2 separate regions of the Triticum aestivum genome follow, and region 2 is linked to region 1. The links are chromatin contacts, called in public Hi-C maps. All regions are on one chromosome and are shown on one strand. The core of a region is the stretch at or near the end of the contact, and the rest is flanking DNA. Distances in the headings are between cores, read along the strand shown. Region 1 holds the start of LOC123101301. Region 2 holds the start of LOC123103168 (probable serine/threonine-protein kinase WNK8).

What was found. A called contact is a pair of places that touch in the nucleus more often than the background predicts.
Region 2: a Hi-C map of leaf shows a contact between it and region 1, with 4 times the contacts expected there. The contact joins the promoter of LOC123103168 here to the promoter of LOC123101301 in region 1. A contact is called at or near these places in 3 of 5 Hi-C or Micro-C datasets (all in leaf) and 1 of 1 datasets of contacts at active chromatin or transcription factors (leaf).

The regions. Positions count from the first base shown.
Region 1 is chr5A:325,704,765-325,711,927 of IWGSC CS RefSeq v2.1, forward strand. LOC123101301 reads right to left here and starts at 4,713. Exons shown (of 5, transcript XM_044522813.1): 1 at 4,648-4,713; 2 at 3,605-3,698; 3 at 3,378-3,528; 4 at 3,169-3,294; 5 at 943-1,353. The coding sequence starts at 4,713. The coding sequence ends at 966.
Region 2 is chr5A:325,882,662-325,889,824 of IWGSC CS RefSeq v2.1, forward strand. It overlaps LOC123103168 (probable serine/threonine-protein kinase WNK8), which reads right to left and starts at 4,171. Exons shown (of 4, transcript XM_044524666.1): 1 at 3,485-4,171; 2 at 718-1,717; 3 at 290-619. The coding sequence starts at 3,577. It overlaps LOC123103169, which reads right to left. Exons shown (of 10, transcript XM_044524668.1): 10 at 6,384-7,017.

The DNA.
Region 1 (7,163 bases), core at 3,463-5,962:
CTGTGGACATGCGGCGACATACGTACGGGCATGCATATGGAGCGGTGCAACTTAGCTAGTAGCTCGTCATCATTTATGTACACTAGATGACCTGTTGCGCCCATGGTGCAAAGGCCGAGTGCAGACCAAGTATTGAAAGAGTGTGCATTAAAATATGTAAACACAAAATGGGATTGATGATAGATAGATGGTGGTTGTTTCAAAAGCATATCACACTACAGTCTAAGAAACAAATAACTGACAGTTAAATGCACAGGATGGTCTTAGGGGATTACATAATATCAAAAGGATGATAAACATAGAAGTCTTGGTAGGCATCTATACTAATGTTAAGTTATGTAACAAAGGGCTCCTGCAACTTGCTTATATTGAGTAGACGATCAGGCGCAGTCCTTTGGAAGTGCATTTGAAGGCGAAAGCATATGCTTTCCCTTTATTCATGCTAGATGACCCATTGCGCCCATGGCATAAAGGGCAAGAGTGAACCAAGCATTCAAACCGTGCAAGTAAGAATATTTAGAGATCGGTCATAAAATCTTGAAGCATAATGAAATATATTTAGGTACGTTCATACATAGCATTATATAGTCTGAACCAATCACGTGGTTACAATGAGCACAAGAGAGGCATAGGAAACACACAACTGAGCCTGAAAACAAAGGACACATCTTACTGGTTGTGTGTATATCAGAACATAAAACCATACACATTTTCACACCCACACATACTTTCAGCAAAACAAAGAATGTTGGCTGCTCCTGAATTATCTGCAAAACATAAGGAAGATGAACAGGACAATCTGACAGGACATAAAATCAGATCTCAAGCTTCTCGACAAAGAAAGCTAATTTCCTACCGCCTGCCAGTAATGTTACATCGTTACTTGGTTATCGCCATACAAATCAGTGTAGTTAAGAACGCTCAAAGGTTGCAGGCTACAGATAAAACCTTCTCAAAATAGGCTTTCACCCCGCTTTATAGATAAAGCAAACATCCATACAACCTGGCCAAAGTAGCGAAGCAACTAAGATGGCCGGGGCAACAACACGACCATGCCCAAAGAAAGCAAAAAAGAAATAGAGAAAAAAGTCGCCGAGTGGCAGTACGCATAGCAGCACTACGAAGAGGAGAGACGGCAGTACAGATAAAACCCTCTCTGAGAAAAGCATGAGGCAACAATGACCATATGAAAGGTAAAAACCTACCCAGGCAAACACGACGTTGCATCTCCGAATAGAGTGACGCACCAAGCAAAAACTCCCTTTGCAGAGACAACGACACATCCTTAAGTTAGTTCTGCGCCCCTCATCAGCATGAAAGCAACAGCTCCAGATTTGTTGTAATTTCACCAACCTGAGACAAAAATCGCAAAAAAATATCTGAAGGTCATAAATAAACGTGTTAAACATCTGTGTGTATTTATATCGGTCTAACCTATAGATTTAGCACATCACGATGGATAATTGGATAGACTGCCATTACCTTGTCAACATGCTTCTATAAGCATGTAGTTGTTTAAATTCGGAAAGTGTATGATACAAACGTGGATTGGGTTATACGGACAGGATAATATATAATTTGATGCATATTCCTAACCAAAGCCTACACACTATCTGATTCTAAGTGTCCACATCCATTTATGCCGACCAATTTTTTGTTTTGCCAATCAGTGTGTGAGTGAAACTTGTTTATCAGGATATTAACATTCCCATTCAAGTTCACAGAATTTTACAAAGGATAGTTTAAGTTTAGTAGTATCAATATTGGGTGAGAGAGATACCTGGGATAGATGACATCAGCGAGATACCCAAGATCTCCAGACCATAGCCAAGATGGTAAGGACATCACTGAGTCATCTACAAAATGCATGGTGAAATTACCTCACTACAAGACTATCTTGTGAATACTTGCAACATATTTCACACGAAGGTTATATCCAACAGCGGCAAGTTGTTAGACAGAAAACAACTAAATTCTGAAACTATATCTTTACCCAATTTACATAGCATTGAAATAACCAATCTGTTTTTTCATGGCTGGGAATATTACAATCCTGAAAGGAATGAAAAAACACCTAAAAGAAGGTGTACAAGGCATGATGGTATATTCTGTTAATCAACCTCTTTTTGACTCTTTCAAAACGGCTATCCAAATACATAACAAAAATTATCTATGCTTCTATACACATACACTACTTAGTAGATCACCAAACTTACTTAAGAAATGTATGCTCAGATCCTTGTTAACATCATTGAATGGAATATGGTAACTTGGTAAGTGAACATTGTATGGTAACTTAGTAGATCACCGGAATAATGCTTTGAAAAGGTTGATTTGGTGTGAGCACAAACTGTGAGAAAAATGCAATGTGTATGTTTAGTCTGTGTATCAATTTCACAAAAACGCAGGACCTAAGTTACTGCTGCCCAGCATAGAGTAGAACTGCCCTCAGTTGCAGCCTCAGTCCATATAAAATAGTTAGTCTACCAGCAATCGTGGCTACAAACCTCTTCTACTCTCGCATAACTACTTCAGAATCTGAACATACAGTAGAGTTCCTAACTGAATCAAGGGGAAGAAATGAGATGTTATTATTTTAAATGAGATGACATTTTCTAATCTAACTGAACGTATTGTAAGTACATCAGTTCCTGACATGGCAGTCTCACCAACAACAGTCTGTAGTTGAAGTGAAATTGCACAACTTTGGCTTAAGCCACCACACCCACCTCTTTTCATCTTAGATGCCCTCAAAAAAAATCATAAACATATCACACTAATCAGTCTATACACATGACTTTACTCGATAATTAGAATCACTATGCGTTCCCAACCCATATATGTAACAAAATCTAAGTGTTGGCCATAGTAACAATAGTATATCTGGCAGTACTTAGGTGTCATGAATCACGGTAAGGGTGTGTCTCTCTTCTCTTGTTCCTATACCTCTATTACCAAAAACTAAGAAGCACACGAGATCAGTCGAATTGAAATTCCTCAGAGAACAATGAGACGCACACTGAATGTCTACTAATGCTTATGATGAGAACCACCCTTAGCTGAATTGAAAAGGTAATATGTAGTCACCTGGCTGCTAGAGCATACAGAATATAATAATTTGAAAGAAGTATATTTTCTTCCTGTTAGAAAGGTAGGGAGTTCAGTCACCTGTCTTGAGCAGAGTAAGTCGGCACCTTTCCGTTTACATCATCAAACACCACGAAACCTGGCCACCTCGACGATTCTGTCTCAAAAAGAGGGAAACCAGCATCTGACTTTCCACGGCGTATATACCTTGAGAGTAAAATGTCGTTTAGCTATAATATGATAAAGTAGAAGGCTAGCGGTGTAACAGGATCATAGGAAGTCAAACTCACTCAATTCGAGTTGTCCTGCATCTTAAAGCACTGAAATTTGCAGAACCATGAACTGATACGGTTATAAGCGAGTCATTGTTCTTGTTATAAAAGAAGCTACGGATGACTTCATCTGGACTTCCATTCAGAAAGCAAATCTGTTGGTTTGTCACTGGGAAACAAAGAGAATATAAGAATGGTTGTCTGAACCAGGACCTGTCATTAACAAAAGCTCAAAACAGGTGTACCTCTACTGAACGCAGCACATACTCCCAGCTGTGCTAAAGCAAAGATAATATCACGGGCTCCAACTATCTCGATAATTTCAGACCGCTTCCTCAACTAAGGTAGTAGCGAACTATTCTCCTTAGGATCATATGTATCAAATTCTTCCTACAAATAAGAATAAGCAAAATAAAACATATTAAGAACCCTAGATAGCATGTGGTATGTCACTGGCAGATTGAAGAGGGGGGGGGGGGGGGGGGGGGGGACAAAGGGAGGACAGCGGCCGGAGGCGGAGCTAGGTCGCACGTGATGAAGAGGGGCTGAGGACGGAGCTCAGCCCGCCGCTCCGCTCGCCCGCCCTCGCCAAACGCAGGCCGCACCCAAGAGGGGCCGGGGAAGGAGCTCAGTTCACCGCTGCGCTCGCCCTTCCTCGCCAAACGCAGGCCGTGCCCACGGCCCCAGCTCCAGGACGGGGCTGGGGAATCTACCGCCGGTGACGCTCTCCCTCCCGTCGCCGCACCTCCCTCTCCTATTTCCTCTCTATTTCTTCCACCTCTCTCTACTACAGATTGAATCGAGCGCCACCGCCGTCATACTTTTCCTGCAGGGACCACCGCCGCCGTTGCCTCCCTTTGCCCTTGAGTGGAGCGCCGCCGCCTGCGCGCACCAGCCGGTCTGCAGCTGATCCAGAGGGGAGGTGGGTGCGTGGTGGAGCAGTAGAGGGTGGGTGGTGGCGGCTAGGGTTGAGAGGGAGGAGACGGAGAGAGAGAGGAGAGGGGAGGAGGCGATGGAAGAGGCGAGAGGAGGGGAGATGGGGCGCTCGGGACTTGTCTCTCTCCGCGTTGCTACAGTGGCGAATAAAAGGAGACGTGGATGGTGCCGCTAGTTGGGCGCACTTGCTTGTCCTTTATATGTTCAATATGCACGTATTTTCGCTTCATCTTGTTGGGGCGATGATGGCCAGGCAGTTCTGGTAGCTTATGCTTATGCATGCTTCTAGCTAGCTCCACCAAAGAAGCGAGAAGAGATTCATATAACTCGCCGCCTTCCGGTCTACGTACACCTCGCCCTCGCTGACGTTAGTTAGGTAGCGTGGCAAGCTGACTAAGCTAGCTACTGACATGTACATCCCCTCAAAAGAAAGAAAAAAAGAAAACGATAATTTATTTCGGTGCTCACACTCATCTACCTGATGAACAGTAAACTAATATAAATAACAGAAAAATTCAAAAAAATGCTATTTTTTTGCGATGCAATATGCTCAAATGTGTGATATTCGTGGAAAATTTCAGGATGTTTGGACATTCGAGGAGCTCATGGCAAAAAAGACAAAATCGAATGTAAACGGTGATGCTCTCAAAAGCTTCTCACACACCTGAAATTAAACTTTTTTGCCACGAGCTCCTTGAATGTCCAAACTTCACTAAATTTTGCACCAAGCATCACAAACATGAGGATCTTTCACTACGAAAAATTATGTTTTTTTTACTATTTTGCTATTTAAAATAAATTTAGTGTTCACACCAGGGCCCATGTGAGTCCGGGTGCGGAATAGTCGTGCCCGAAATAAAAGACCTATCACGTACGCAGAGTCAGTCACAAGCTAAAGGTTTGCAAGTACCATTATTCTTCATAAAAGAAAATTCAAAAACAGTCGCGGCGACTTTTGCTTTTGCCGAGGATGTCAAGGCCACTCCGACACAGGGCCATCGTTGGGCCTCCCCCTCCGACATCGCCTTGTAAGTTCTTCTCCTCTCCTCCCTGTCGATTTTGATTCTAGGGTTATGGTTCCAGAGAAATTGAGGGGAATTTGTGAATTAGATTTAGGGCTTGGATTAGTTTTAGACCACTACACAATAACTTCCAGGATATGTATAACAGGATTATTTTTTTGATATATGAAAAGAACGGTTGTTCAGAATTTAGGATATTTGATTTTGTTTTATCACTCTGTTATTTGTCATGCTTTATTCTTTTTTTAACAGATGAAGGCGCCAACAGCGTCATATATATCAGCTCATATACAAAGTGAAAGTACATAACCCTGCAGGTGAGAAACAAGAAAACCTTGAATTACAGGGCATGGCCTATCCCTATGAGCTGAGCAAACATAACTAAAATAAGGTTCAACCAGGACTCCAAGAGGATTACAACCTGATGTGTATAACAGAGAGAAACTCTGTTGGACAACCTGCTCGGCTTGAATGTATCCAGCTAGGTCACAACTCTCGTAAATGTTGTTTAAAAGATACTAGCACATATGCCCGTGCGTTGCAACGGAAAAAATTAATGTTTTGTGCAAGCATAATGTCCCATAGCACCGGATTCACTACGAAGAACATGTTGCAATCCAACATTCTTCTACAAATTGAACATAAAAAATAAGATGCAATTTAGCCGCGTTCATATTTTCTCTGCCGGGCATAATGTCCCACTAATTCCATTTGAGTATAATCTTTCTATTAATTACCATGACGTCCTCATCAGTTTTAGTCGCAAATCAAATCCTTCGTTTTTTAAAGGCAATTCCTTCCTTTTTTGATTTAGTAGCCCCACCACCTTGAAGCCTACGGATACGTCCTTTTAATTATCCTACCTTTTTATCTCAAATCTTTTCTTTAATTAGCCCCATCCATTTGAATATATTCTATTTATTAAGTTGACAATCTTTCTTTTAGTTATTCCACCGGTTTATCCATAATCCTTTCTTTAATTAGTCACATCCATTTAAATATTCTATTTAAGCCCACAATCCTTTCTTTAATTAGCGCATTCGTTTAATTAGCTCACCCTAAACATGATGTCTGCTCTTCATTGTTTTAACCGTCCGTTGGTTGATTCCTGATGCCGATCAAATATTTACTGATCGGAATCATAGTAAAAGAGCGAGGTGAGGTTAGTAAACGTGAAAGATGTGTAGCTAGTTGGTTGTTACATCGAAGAGCCAGACAGGAGGCCCTCTGTTCAATTAACACAATGTTGGTTTATTTTGACCCAATTACACAGTCTCTATGGAAGCTCATAAAAGTCCCATCAACGTACACGTACCTAGCCCAGATGACTTAGCGTGTGTAGAAACGAAAAGGACTAAAACAAACTAAGAATATCTATTCCCTTTAATAATAAGTATAGATGTGACCTCATAGGATATGAACTTCAAATAGAGGCACGAATCATGAGCAGACATAGCTCGGAAACATTAAACAACATGAATACAAAAGCGTGTCGGAGACGATTCCGGCATATCTCCAGGTAGAGATCCTGATCTAGACGTCTTGGAACGATGGTAACATAGACATTGAGATTTTACCCAGGTTCGTGCTCCCTCGAAGAGATACTATCCTATGTCCTGCTTTTGATTATATTGATATGGGATATAGTACAGAGTACAGGTATTTTTCGTGAGATTGTTGTGTAAGATTCTAATGAATATGAGATCATCTATTGACTAGTCTAGTCTTGGTTTATATAATGCACCGGAGGCCTAGGATTTAGAAGAGTCCGCGTCTTGTGCGCCAAGTCTCCTGGAATCTTCCTTGTACTATATGACATGGGTTGTCCGAAGTGGCCCATTAGTGA
Region 2 (7,163 bases), core at 2,921-5,420, 180 kb after region 1:
TGGATTACTTAATACAAGAAATTTAGGTAATAAAGAATCCACAAACCCGTACTTTCTAGTATGTAACTATGTTAATATATTGTAGCAACTAAAATTGTACTTCAGATTTATATTGTAAAACTATATCTATGACAAATGTAACAATACTAGTTTCACATAACCAATGTAGTAATATACCAAATGTGCCATGTGCCATGAGTCTTCTAACTACTGATCAGATCAAGTAAAGTAGCATTGCGATGCTGACATATGATCACAAGTCAAAAAGACTGGAGTTAAAATTACGCACCTTGGAACCAGCCACCGTGGCCGCCACCTGATGTTGTCGGCCCTGTGCCACAATGAGACCCGTTTGAAGAGGTCGGGGAAGAGGAGAGGTAGTAGAAAGGAGGCTGCTCCTCATTGTCGTCATTATCGGCGTACGTGTAGTACTCCTGCTGATCATCACAGCCGCCGCCGACCCAGTCCGGTACCAGCCTCATGATCTCCTGCTGGATCATGGCGGCGATCTCTGAGGGGTCCCGGTCGGTGATGTCCAGCTCCTTCACCATCTCCCTCGCCACCTCCGTCGCCGTGTCGCCGGCGATGTCGAACGGGAAGTAGATGTTCCTCGAATGGCCTGATCACATGAACAATTAACCTTGTCACCTTGTCAGGTCAAGACTTCCATGTACGTACGTACTTGCATGGGAAATGTTGCAACGGCTGAACGTGTACCTGCTTCGTCGACGATCTGGACTTTGAGGAAGATGGTGTCGTCGTCGGTGTTGAGCTTGCCGGTGATGGTCATGTCAGTCCTTGCTGCCACCGGCTCTGCCTCCTCCGGATTATCGTTACGGTCACCGGAGGTGGGCAACGCAGGCAGCAATGGCGGCGGTGACAGAGTCATGGTGGTGTCCTGCGTGGAGAGGAAAGGGTCGAGCAGGAGCTCCTGGGCGGAGGGGCGGTGGGAGGCGGGGACGAGGCACCTGCCGATGAACCTGCGCGCGTCGGCGTCGTTGACCCGGTAGAAGGCGTCAGGCAGCTTGCCGGAGGTGACCTTCTTGTAGATCTGCGCGGGGTTGGAGCACTCGGCGTAGGGGTACTCGACGGTGAGCATCTCGAGCATGCACATGCCGAAGGAGTAGACGTCGACGAGCTCGTCGTAGTCCTCGTCGTACATCTCGGGCGCCATGAACTCGGGCGTGCCGATGACGCTGTGCGCGGCCTGGGCGCCGCGGAGCACGGCGGCGAGGCCGAGGTCGCCGATCTTGACGGTGCCCTGGTGGCCGTTGACGAACACGTTGTCGCACTTGAGGTCGCGGTGGATGACGGGGGGGTCGTGGGCGTGGAGGTAGGCGAGGCCCCGGAGGATCTGGCGCGCCCAGCCGCGGACGGCGCGGAGGCTGACGCGCGGGTACCGGAGGCGGTACGCGCGGAGGGTGCCGGAGGAGAAGAGCTCGGTGATGAAGTTGAAAGTGCGGCGTGGGGCGCCACCGGCGCAGCCGCCGCGCGGGGACGGGGAGGAGACGGAGACCCACGAGGCGTGGAAGGCGATGATGGCGTCGTGGCGGAGCGTGCTGAGGAGGTGGACCTCGGAGTACATGCGCTGCAGCGCGTCGGGGGTGCGGAGGACGTCGGCGAGGTTGGCCTGGTTCCACGCCACCTCCACGCCGCGCACCTCGTCGAACCCCCTGTACACCGACTTCATCGCCCCCTTGCCCAGGAGCTCGTCGAACTGCATGCATGCATCACATTTCCAACACAGATCAAGCTTCACATCCATCAGCCCCAAGAACAACACTTATAAATCAAAATAAATGTACTAAAGTCGTACAAAAGGTGCGGCAAGTAATATGAATCGGAGGGTGTAATATTATCCGTGTGTGTTCTCAGGTATAAATTACATTCGCAATTCAAATTAGAATTCACACTGCTGGTTGCACATAATATGACCATTAGTGCTCCGTTATGCCAATTTCATGTTAACAAGGAAATAGAATTAAAAGAAAAACCAGTGCGTGCACTAACAATACAACTAGTGTACACAACTGTGGGGAGAGCACTGAGAGGACAAACATGAGTGACTGCTACAACTTCATCCACTGAGAAATAAAGGTGAAGGATATCTTTGAGGGATACTGACAGGGCATATTATCTCGTTGAAGCTTTCAAAGCATCTCATTATTGGCATATTGACACATGAAACAATCCTCGCCACCAATCCATCACTCGGCAACCAGACCCAACTTAGCCCTAACCTAACTAGGGATCTCCAGCAAACACCAACTCTTGCCTGATATAATTGGATTAACTGGAAGAGAAATCACAATGGAATTCTCACCTTCTAAAACTAATGGTCCACCTTGTTCAACTATATGACCGGTATAGAAATCTGTTGATGATGTACTTGAAAGCAACAATTTTTATGATTGTTTGCCTGTAATAGGATATACTCGTCCCGTCCCGAAATTAGTGTCGTTGATTTAGTACAAAGTTAGGACGAAGAGACTACTATATACTACAAATCCCGTGAGCAAATGATTTAGTATTCCCTCCGTTTCTTTTTAATCTGCATATGAGATTTGGTCAAAGTCAAACATGGTAAAGTTTGACCAACTTTATAGAAAAAAATACCAACATCTATAACACTAGAGCTATATGTTATGAAAATTAATTTCATGATGCATCTAAAAATATTGATTTCATATTGTGAATCTTGATATATTTTTTTATAAACTTAGTCAAAGTTAATAAAATTTGACTTTGACCAAATCTTATATGCAGACTAAAAAAACGGAGGAAGTAAGTAAAACTAGTAAGCCTAGTTCTATTTGCATATACAGTATTTAATTAGTATTCTTTTTTGCGGGGGTATTATATTAGTATTCAACTGGCTAGTTCATACGAATGATTTCAGGCCTGCTACCGCACAAAGATAAATTGGCTGTAAACATCTTGTACGTAGTCGCCAACGGGTAGCTGAAATTCATCAATCAATCTTGCATATACTCCAATTGATAACTACTTAGTTTGCCAATTGGTGGACATGTACGTACGTAGTTAGCCACTGAATAGCACACGTAGTTTGACTGTAAACAAATACGTATAGAAGATGTGCAGCTAAGCTAGCTAGCCCTAGCAAGGCAACAAGAGCCAAATGGACATGTAAAGAAAAGAAAAAGGCACAATAATTGTGGCCTTGTTTAGGGTAGCTCCCAAGTGCACATCAACACGGAATCCATCCTTGATAATTGAGCTAAACATTTGAAAGCCCACAATCATATTCAGTTCATGGTATAGTTGTAAGCATGTTTGACTCGAACCTAATCTAATCTAATCACAAGAACATGTTCCTAACAAACAGAAGAAGAAGAAAAAAAAACTAAGAACTTGAAGCTTGAGAAATTGAATGTAAGCAATCTGCTAATTGGTTATTATGACTGATTTAGATTGCGCGATAAACTTAGCTGAAGCGATGAGGCAGAAGAGATGGAGAGCTTACCCGGCCGTAGCGACCAGTGGGGTCGGTCTCGACGTATCCATTGTCGTTGTTCCTCGCCGCCGGTGGCATCTCCGGCCGCCGCGGGCTCGACATGGCTTGACTACTGCTGCTCTACTAGCTTAGTACTAGGCTCGCTGCGGCTGTGTGGATGGATCAGTAGGTGATCCTGCTGGCGGCTAGCTTGCCGTCGTGATAGGTGAAGAAGACGCCAGAGAGGAGGCGCGAGTCGTCGATCCGCCGCAGCATGATCCACGCCGCCGCAGACGACGACGAGGTGGAGGACGCCCCCGCAGCCGCAGCGTCGTCCAACCACGACCGCGGGCTGCTCATCTGACGCCGACAAGGACGGGGCGGTAGTAATAGGAGGTGGCAGGTTGAGTGCTGGAATTGGATGCCTCCGATCGCGCACGCGCCGGATCAATCATGCACGCATGTCATGTCATGTCAGGTCCAGAATAATCGTCATGGCAGGCAGGCAGGCAGGAGGAAGAAGAAAAGGCGGAATTTTTCTGGCCTGTGGTCCGGACACTGCCAGAGAAGGAAGATTGTTTGGGGCTACAAGGATCTGAACCTGAAGAATCCATGCCTTGAAAGCTCCATCTGTGGACAGATGACAGATGCAATTCGGAACTTTGGTGATGATGAGGACGAGACGGATAGCGGAGGATCGTAGAACGGTTTGGAGGCTTGTGAATGGGATGATTCCCTCGTGGATATATATGCTTCTGTTACTCTGCTTTTGGAGGGCGCTGGGGATTGTAGTCGTTGCTTCGTAGTACTCCCTTCATTCCACAATGTAGTGTTTCCTCTATCTCTGTGCTTCAACTTTGACCGTAAATTTAACTATCAAGACCGATTGCGGCGGGAGCAAAAGTTATATCAGGGAATTCGTATTCGAAAGAAGTTTTTAATTATGTAACTTTTTCTCCCGCCGCAGTCGGTCTCGTTCGTCAAATTTATGGTCAAAGTTCAACCTTGGAAAGCGCGGGCGCACTATATTTTGGAATGGAGGAAGTAGTAGAGATAAATCTGGTGTGGGTAGGAACCCCTCTGTTTCGAATTACTCGTTGCAAAAATGAATATATCTAAATGTATTTTAGTTGTAAATACATTCATTTCTGCGACGAGTAATTTAAAACGGAGGATCCAGACTCAAATGGACAAGATGTGTCTGTCTTCCTCTCCTTGTGTACTTTCTCTGTTCCTATAATACGAACTATATATATATATATATATATATATATATATATATATATATATATATATATATATATATATATATATATATTTTAAGGGTCTGTCTAAGGCACTAGTTATTACACATCTAAGTGATTCAACTAAACTAGAAAGAAAAAAATTGCTTGCATAAATCTTAGTGTAAAATCAATGATGTAGGATTTATACGTGCAATAAGCACGTCTAGATGTGCTTTTTTTTTTGCGCAGACGTCTAGATGTGCTTTAGCAAAACTGATATTCAAAAGTATAGATTCACTTATTTTTGTCCCGTGTGTAGTCCATATTGAAATCTCTAAAAGAGCCTATATTTAGAAATGAAGAAAGTGGAATATATGTCTACATGGTTCTTAGTTGACTTTTACATGAATTATTACTGTATGAAAGTTTGGCATATTCCCTGTTTGGTTCCATTTTGGGATGGAGAGAACTAGCACGACATGTAAACCTCTTCCCTGGCATGTAAACAAAGGAAAACTCTATTATTAACGATTTGACCCGGACCAAACTTAGCTTTATTGCGCTGGTAGGGTCTTTGAGTTTGCGGGATTATTCGTTTAGACCAATAAACTATTTGTCAGACCAATACTAGACCATTTGCTTTTCCTCTCTCATTATTTCAGGATTCTAAAGAGTCATTTTCTTGCACAACATCCCAAACCTGGGCCTGAAGACGCTTTCTCCACTCCTCCTACGACAGCGACCTACTCAACTGAATGCTTAAGGGTGATCACCTTCCGACTACGTGTTAGGTTATACATAATCTAATTAGGATAAGCTACCACGAATAACATAAGCTAAACTTGGCTATGTCGTAGTAGCAAATTAAGTGTACTCCATTAGATACAAACATCTCTTTGACGTTCGAGTGTTCGACATACGAGTAGTTTCTTTTCCTAATGCAATTTTTCGCGCATTTGGGAGAAGGTGCAACTTGTGTTCTTACACTGGTGCTTGGTTTTTGACCATTCGATCTATCGAAGAGGTTATGTGAGGAGCCAAGTTTCATCTACTTACATAGGATAGTAAAACCAAATTGGGACTTCTGCTTGCGTCAATCAAACTGAGCTCTAGAGAGAGAAAAAGCTTTGAAAGGATAGACTCTAATAATTGAGCTACCAAACTTTATTCTACTCCCTCTGTCCCAAAATATAAGAACGTTTTTAACACTACACTAGTGTCAAAAACGTTCTTATATTATGAGATGGAGGAAGTACATGTAAGTACTTCACCCACCAAAAGAGCATATAAAAAGGGGCATAATTGGGAGTTCAAAACAGCCAGAATTCAAGGTACGATCGCATCATTCTGCAAAAATAATTGTCATCCGCATGGAGATACATATTAAAAATAACATTATTGAGAGAAAGATAGTGGTTTTATTTTTGACCAACTACCCGACTGAACATATCGTTGCATCCTATCCAAACATGTCACTAGACAACATGACTCGGATTCTTCTAGTTGCATTTTGACTTTACGCTTGAAAGCGACATGATATCACCACACATTTCTGCCCTACACACTCGTTTCTATGCAAAATCACAAGCAAATCATACTCAACGTCATACCACCTTTCCCAGCATGAAACAGAGCTAACAGTAGAGCATAATGATGTTACAAATCTAAAATAATTAACAACAATGACAAGGCAAGGCACAACACGAGCAAAATTTCTTTCCATGTATTAACTGCAACTCCAAAATCTCACATATGCAACGCCTATCATTTCTAGGCAGCTAATGTTACTTCAGGCAAGGGGTCTTTCAGTTGCAAGTCAAGACCCAGACAGATTAACACTACAAGAGCGAGCTCCCCGGCAATCCTCGAATGCTCACAAGGTAAAAACGGAATGTCTAAACTATCTCTTTTTCTCTCCTTTTTCTATCCATCTTTGCATCCTGTTCCCCACTCAAGGGGAACGCCAAAACTTTAAAGAAAGCGAAAGGAAATATAAATTTTTGCCCCCAAGTATCTACAGTTCTACATGGCACAAAATGTCCTGTTTTCCAGGAGGGGTAGGGGCTGAAACTTCAGTTACTGCAGGGCAAGCTTGCATTTGTCGCCGCCGCATAAGGTGAATCTGACGACTGGAGAACCAAGTTAGGATGTACATGACGATGCTTGACTAGAAGAGAAACCCTCTGCTATGGCTGCACCGAGTGTGCGCCACATATCAGTATCTTCCGGTTGAATCAGAAAAAACAACAGCTTTGCTATGTGGTAAGCCATATATGGCGTCAACTGGATAGTGGTGGGAAATCACCATTGTCCTTGAGATGATATGGCTTAGTATTCCTGCAAATTGTGTAGTGTAGGATTATTAAGAATTGTAAATGTTGAAAACACATAATAAATGAGTGAAGTCACACAGTGAATGTGGTAAAACCAGAGAAAAGGAATGCATTTTCAAGCTGAACAGATGTGATCCAAGGTTAACACTA